Regions from separate parts of the Mus musculus genome. Here region 2 is linked to region 1. Evidence: chromatin contacts called from public HiChIP or PLAC-seq data. All regions are on one chromosome and are shown on one strand. Each heading gives the region's core, a stretch centred on a gene start, on an enhancer-like site or on the middle of the called end of the contact. The rest is flanking DNA. Distances are from core to core; before and after follow the strand shown. Region 1 has its middle 22 kb from the start of Gm8883. Region 2 has its middle 53 kb from the start of Gm4319.

Region 1 (3,821 bases), core at 894-3,393:
TCTTTGGAGGTTTTGAGCCTGGTCTCTCCTGGTCATCAAGACCTTTAAATCTAATTCAATGAAAGAAATAGCACATCTATAGACACCCAACCAATGGGCTATTTGTTTCAATTTATACTTGTACATAAAAGGAAATATCAAAGCACAATCTCAGAACATGATATTGATTTCTCACAGAGTGACCACTTTGAAGAAGACTTATTTAGTGGGAAAAAAATGGTGTACATTATTTTCAGAGTCAAATCAATATTTGGCTTTCTAAAGTAAATGAATTGTAGAATTCTGTGAAAGCAGTTTTATTCTGTTCACAAACTTATCTCCAAGATTTTAATACTTCAATTTACTTCTGTGAGGACAAGAGTTCCAGTTCTCATCTTAGTAATTTTGTTTTAAAACCCAAGGACTGGAGACCCTACTTACTTTATACCAAAAGGTCACAGTTTCCAGTTACACGGAGCAAATCTTGTAAGACAGTCAGGTCCACGTGTGCTATGAAAATTTGAAGCATGGAGCGGTCTGGACAGAGGGACCTCTGTTAAGAGGTATTGTTGCTGTTTCCCCAGTTATCCTAGAATTTGTACCAATATATGTCAGACATGTTCATAGTTTTCTAAAAGAGCAGTGGCCCTACAGAGAGAATAGTTTGTGGAGTTCTTCAGGAGTCTTATGGAAAGTGGTAGTACTCTCTGTAGGCTATGGGAGTGGAAGGTGGTCTGTAGATTTTCGTGTGTCCACCTGTATGGGGGATTCATGTGTGTGGTTCCTCAGGAGATGGCCTAAGGAACACATGTTATTTTTGTGATGGATCCTCTTGTCTGCGTTACTAGAACTGGGATCATAGGCTCGCACCGTTGTACAGGCTGCATATACATGGGCATAGCATGTGGGTGCCAGGAGTCTGAACCTGGCCTGCGTGCTTCTACAGCAAGCATCCTTCCTACTGGGCCATCTCCCCAATCCCATAAGATTTGTTTTGATTCAAACACCTCCTTAGAGAAGCAGTTTTCCTGGAATTCAGCGTGCCTCTGACTTGAGTATCTGGGGCATTTTGTCATTGGTTCCATAGAACACTGATGTGTAGGCTTGGGGCTGCCGTAGTCAACAGTTACACTTCGAGTTTGATTGATCTCACTTTGTAATAATTCTCCCTAGAGAAGAAAAATGGGATGAACCCCTGAACTACCTCCAGCTAGGTTCAAGGAAGTACAGACATTTGATTTTTTTTTAACATTTCCATCTGAATTAGAGCCCCCATGGGTGATACAACTGAAAAACAGCATTTCATTCCAGGGAAAATAGGCTTGGCAGCCCCTCCATATACAAGTTCAACTTCAGGCCAAAGAAAAGAAACACTCATTATGTAACCAGATCAAATTATTAGCTATAGAGGAGAGTTCCTGGTTTGGTCTAGTCTGTTATAGGAAATAATTACCAGTTGCCAATGTTATTTGGTCATAACAATTTTTTATTCTAGATATTTTCACTTTGGAGACCTTTACCATGGTTTCTTATTTAGTTATATACTATTGCATAAGACACACAGTCATAAGGCAGGGTTGACTCCCTTCTTACTTTTCACTAGTATTCACAAGGAAAAGGGGAGGTATTTCTCTAAGTAAATAATAATAATAACAATAACAACAACAACAACAATAATACTCCTTTTCTAATTCCTGGATGAAGAGGGATGGGGTGGGAGGTGAGGAGGAGGAGCAGACTCCTTTAAATTACTGCTTAGGTGCTGAGGCATTGGGCTTGGGGATCTCTTTGTCTTCTGTATTCTTCTCTCCACTCAATGTGACCTTTGGAGGGTCCGCAGTGCACATCTTCAGCTTCTCACCCCGTGGTAAAGGCTAAGATTAAAATCATGTTTAGTGGCCATGACCTGAAAATGTGGTTCTGAAAACACTTGAATCACATGAGAAAATTACATTTAAAACTCCAGATGTTTAACGTCTTATACGGGTGGTAGTAGGGGGTGGGGTTGTCTGATTACCTTAGGTCACAAAAGCCACTGAGAGGCTATGAAAACTCTCTGCTCAGCCACAGGTCTGGTCTCACTTGCCTCCCTCTCTGTGTTAATAGCTGACTCCCTTCAGCCCTCGCACTTGACATTTGTTTTATGATCCATTTCCTGCATGGTTATTTGCTCACCCACCAAGAATTCACCAGGAATCTGGGTTCTCAGATGTGTGGATTCTGCAATGAGCAAAATAGACAAGGTTCCTAACCTGACAACGTTTATATTTTGATGAGAAGGGAGGAGAACAAAACCTCTGTTCCTTCAGGTGAAAGGCATCACAAAGAACGACATGTATCCACCTGGATACAGATGAGAATGGGATGAGCCAGGTTGCTTGTGGGTTAATGGGGCTTTAGCCAATGAAATGGGAGCGAATAGTGATCTGTGGCCTCTGGAGAGAAACATTGTTTCCTGACTTAACTTTTCTTTCCAGTGGCAATTGTTTTGAAAAGGGCAGAAGAAAGAAGTCTGTCTGGAAGACTCTCTCGGTAGAATTTTCATAGTGCTAATTATTTGAAGCTAGGGAGATTTGGAGATCTATTCTTAGGGCATTGTAACACTGGTCTGAATGGAAGCAGAGTGGGGACCAGGAGTGATAGGAACAGGGGCTGAGCTCACAGAGAAGGTGGGCTGGGGATTCCTCTCTGCATAGATGCTTGACAAATGAATTGACTGGAGAGAATAGAGAGCTGATGAAAGAAGAGCAAGACAACTCTTGGTACTTCACTCTAGGAAGAGATGTAACACAAGCCTTGAAAACTCCATTGATTTTCAGATTTTATTTCTTCCCCAAGATTTTATTAAAATGAACACATTAATGTAAGCAAGGTAATGACTTGCGCTGCTAGCATTGCTGTTCCTCGCCTAGAGTTCTGTGTTAGGCGTTGCCCACTTTCCATCTGATTTCAGCCTGTGACCAGGCTCTGCAGAATCCATCAACACGTTCATGCTGATTCCCAGCAGCGACAAAAGCCAGATAGCTTTCATCAGCGTGTTCAGATCTGAGCTTATTCCCCAAGGGCGGGAGGGTGGGGGTGGGAGAACACACTCGTTTTTTGTTCCCTTTGGCCTGTTGTGACTCTGTTTTAGAGAAACACATAAAGTAAATCAGCTCAAAGATAAAGAAATGTAATGTGTTTTTCAGCCGTGAAAATTGTCTTGGCTGCATGCAATTACTTTTTCCCTCAATGTGTAACACTGATGTTTAAATCGTACGACCAATAGGCACTCTTTATTTTCTTATTCATAGGTGTCATTCGGGTACCCAGTATATTATAATTTAAATTCTGATTTTTATATATAAACACATGAAGAGATGCCCTCTTTACACAAGTCAGATACATTCACGTTCACTGAGATGATTGCAATGTTTCTGCCTGCTTCAGATAACAAAACACGAACTGATTATTACAATGATGAAGATTAAATAGGTCAGTGATGAAGATTAAGTAGGTCAATGAGCCTTTTCTAGCATTTTCTATCATTGTTTTCCTCATTCTTGGAAAAACCAAATCTGGTAATTTCTTGATTCTATAATTTCTTTGTTTCTCCTCTGTGTTATTGGACCCCAGGAGCTGTGTCTTTGACTGTGTCTTGAACCATGCAAACAAACATAAAAGATAGTCTGACACTATCATTAAGGGTAAAATCTTCTGCTCGGGAGAATAAAATCTCTGGCCTGGGTATAAACCTGATGCTTCGGTTGGGTGGTTCAATCCCTTTGGGCAAGCGATCATTCCGAGAAAGGCCCGCTCACCTTCAGCCATACTAAGGAGATAGGTGGAATAATTAGTCCTTT
Region 2 (3,378 bases), core at 258-2,757, 200 kb before region 1:
CCCAGTGGTTCTCACCCTTCTTAATGCTGCGACCCTTTAATACAGCTTCTTGTGTTGTGGTAACCCCTGACCATGAAATTATTTTTATTGTTACTTCATAACTGTAATTTTGCTACTGTTGTGAATTGCAAAGTAAATGTTTTTGGAAAGAGAGGTTTGTCAAAGGGGTCATGGCCCACAGGTTGGGAACCAATGCTTTTATCTCACTATATTTTAGTCAAATGTTGACACCTAATTGTATAAATTATTTAAAGATGATTGGGGGCTGTGTGTCAAGAAACTGACTTCCTTAATTTTCTACATATAGTTGAATCCAGTTTGATTCTCTTGTGGGTTCTTGCCCAGTCATAATAGGGATGTTGAATGGGTTCTAAGATGTGTGTGGAAAGTGGGAAAGTTCCTGGTCACTCTACCATGGTGGTCTGCTCTGTGGTGGATTCTTGGCTAAACCTACAGGTCTATTTAAAGGCAGGTGGCCCTGCCAGCAACTCCGTTTCTTTATGACGTGTTTAGCTACCAAAGCCCTTGCTGAGGCTCTCTACATATAGCACCTAGTAGTGCTTTTCTTATTTGCTAATAGATCCACCCTTCCCCAAGAACCAACCTGTCATTGCAGGTGGACTGCTATTGTGATCATGCACTGGTCTCATATCTTCATTCCATTTCACCTTTCCATCTGACTTCTCTGTTGCAGAGACTATTCCATGCTCAGAGCAGTTGGATACCCCATCTATCTCCCCCTTTCTTAGATGGTCTCTTAATTCTCTCAGTGTATTTAGACCAAGGGTGGAAAACTGACCCAGTGATCGTATTCATTGACGTGGCCTTTTGTTTTTCTTTGGTATTCATGGTTATGTCTTATATAGAATTTAAAATTGGAATACGTTGCTACAGTTTCTAATGAAGATTTTTTTTCAAATGACGATTTCATTTGACTATGCCTAGGGTTATTGAGATCTCAGCAGATACAACAAGGTGGGACTTTTATTCTTCCAGGCTATAGCTGGCTTGGGCCGAGCGTATGGCTAACATTTCTTTTCCTCATCTTCACACTCCCAGCATCCTGTTTTATCTTCATTACTGAGGCTAAGATCAGTCACCTGCTGTCATATATTGAACTTGCTTTGCTTTTTTTTCTAGTCTCCACAGATCCGACAATTTATAAACTATGGTCTGAATTTTAGTATGCCCAAATAACCTCTCTCCCCCTTTCTCCCCTGTCTCTCTTTCTCAACTTCAGCCTCCCCTTGTATGAGTGTGTGTGTGTTTAAATTCAGCCATACAAAGTTTCCACTGAAATATACAGAAAGCTCAGATACGTAAGCAAAGACCTGGCTACCAGCCTGGTAAGGAATTGAAAGATAACAGGACAGGGTAGCTTGTGTTCTGTGGAGGGCTTAGCAGGAATAACAAAGTCCAGGTGCTTTGCAGTGGTCGTCATGCTGTGTGATGTTATCAGAGAGCTATTTCAACTGACTATGACTCCTCTGATGATGAGGAAATGCCTAACTCATTGTGTGGCTTGCTGAGCCCGTGGCCATGCTTGCTGAATGAGTAACTGGAGTGAATGAGGAAGCCCTAGGTCTCTCCATGGTAGAGGAATAAGATGTGGGCATCGTGACCATAGTTAGAAATCTTCTGCGAGTCAAAATTATGTCCAATTATACTGAATTGATTCTGATTTCTATAAAAACAGCCTCAAAGTGTTGTATTATAACCCATTAAAACAAAGGTACAGCATGATTTAAATCAATTTGTGAAATTTATGAACCAGAAGATTTTTTTTATATTTATTTAGTGTGTGTGTGTGTATTTTCTGTGAATTCTCTCTTACTGTGTGATGGCTACTTTTATAAATTAACTTGACTGTGATAAGGGATACCCAGATACTAGGTAAAACCTTGTTTATGGGTATGTCTATGAGGGTGTTTTCAGAAGGGACCAGTTCTTGAATTGCTATGCTGAATGAAGATAGATCTGTATTAAGAGATTCATGGAAGGACCAAAGAGAAGAAAATGTCAGAGGATGAAATAGTTCCCACCTCCCTCTCCTTTTGCTGGGGAGTAGGACATCAACATTTAGGCTTTTTGATGTTTGTTTGTTTTGTTTTCCCATTCTGTGACTTATGCCAGCAATTCTACTTCTCTCATTTGTACATGACATGTTCTGCAGTGTCTGGGCTTCAATATGATATAATCCAATTCTCAGAATAAAAGCATATCCTATTGACTCTGTTTGCCTGGAGGACTCAGACTGATACACTGCCTAATTGATGTGAGCTAGTCTGGGTCTGTTCTTGTATTTCACACAATGGAAATTACAGAGTATGTACTTTTCTGTGGGTTTTTTTTTTTTTTTCTACAGAGGTTGGCAGATGTCTTATGTAAAGAACTCGATAGTGATGTTTTTGTCCTTGGCTTTGTAGTTCTGGTCTCTCAACTCTTAGGGCTGCTGCTATATAGCAAGCGCAGAAAATATGGAAATGAGTGGGCGTGGTCAGATTCCAATAGTGCTTTCTTTAAAGTAGATGGTGAACTAGATTGGGCCTGTGAACTGCAGACTGCCAAAACTTGCCCCAGAATAATATTTTTACTATTTATCAAGGTTGTTTTTTGCATTAGTAGTTTATTCTTCTTATTACAGAGAATTATTTTTGTTATGGTATGAATATACCACAACTTGTTTACCCATTCTCCTATTGATGGACATTTGGCTTGCATCCAATTTATGATAATTACGAATAGGGCTGCTATAAACATTCCTGTATGAGTCTTTATGAGAATGCATGTTTTTGTTTCTCTTGGCTAAGAACCTAGACGAGGGATTGCTGCATCACAGGGTGGATGGGTAGACAGCCTGAAAGAGCTGAGAGCTGAGAAGCAGTTTTCCTTAGAGATTGTGTCATGTGCCACTCTCATTAGCAGTGTGTGAGAGCGAGTGGCTCTGTCCTTGCCAACCATTTTGATGCGATTAGTCTTTTGTTTTCAGTCATCCTGGTAGTTCAGCCTCTCTTTGAATCAAGCTCTCTGTCCATAAGGATCACATCTCAGTTTGGCATTTCCTACACTACACCCTTTCTAGTGCCAACTCTTTCCCATTGTGCTTAGTTTATATCTGTCTTTGGATGCCTGGGAATCTTTCAGGCTACTCTGAACCATTGCTCCTGTTTGTCACTAAACATATTACCTTACTTTGGTTTCCCTGCCTAAGTGACATTTCTCTAAACTAATCTTCATCTGAACATATTACAGGATAATCTTACAACTAGAAGCTGGCCACACCACCTTCCATTTTCTGTCTTCTTTTTCCCCTTTGAGACTTTTATTCCTAAATTCAGTGCATGTGTGTCCGTATTCATCAGGGTTCTTTAGTGATAT

The links. HiChIP or PLAC-seq counts read pairs in DNA pulled down with a chosen protein or histone mark.
Region 2: an HNF4G HiChIP or PLAC-seq map of pancreatic cancer cells shows a contact between it and region 1. The contact joins two enhancer-like sites. A contact is called at or near these places in 2 of 115 datasets of contacts at active chromatin or transcription factors (embryonic fibroblasts and pancreatic cancer cells).

Annotation. Positions count from the first base shown.
Region 1 is chr1:71,864,118-71,867,938 of GRCm38.p6, reverse strand. No RefSeq gene overlaps it. Among named protein-coding and RNA genes, the nearest start is that of Gm8883, 22 kb to the left of the region's middle. Within about 2 kb of position 2,143, at least 36 of the 459 cell types and tissues checked have an H3K27ac peak or open chromatin away from gene starts, as enhancers often do. A contact at or near this core is called in embryonic fibroblasts and pancreatic cancer cells, where this site is marked.
Region 2 is chr1:72,068,775-72,072,152 of GRCm38.p6, reverse strand. No RefSeq gene overlaps it. Among named protein-coding and RNA genes, the nearest start is that of Gm4319, 53 kb to the left of the region's middle. Within about 2 kb of position 1,507, at least 49 of the 459 cell types and tissues checked have an H3K27ac peak or open chromatin away from gene starts, as enhancers often do. A contact at or near this core is called in embryonic fibroblasts and pancreatic cancer cells, where this site is marked.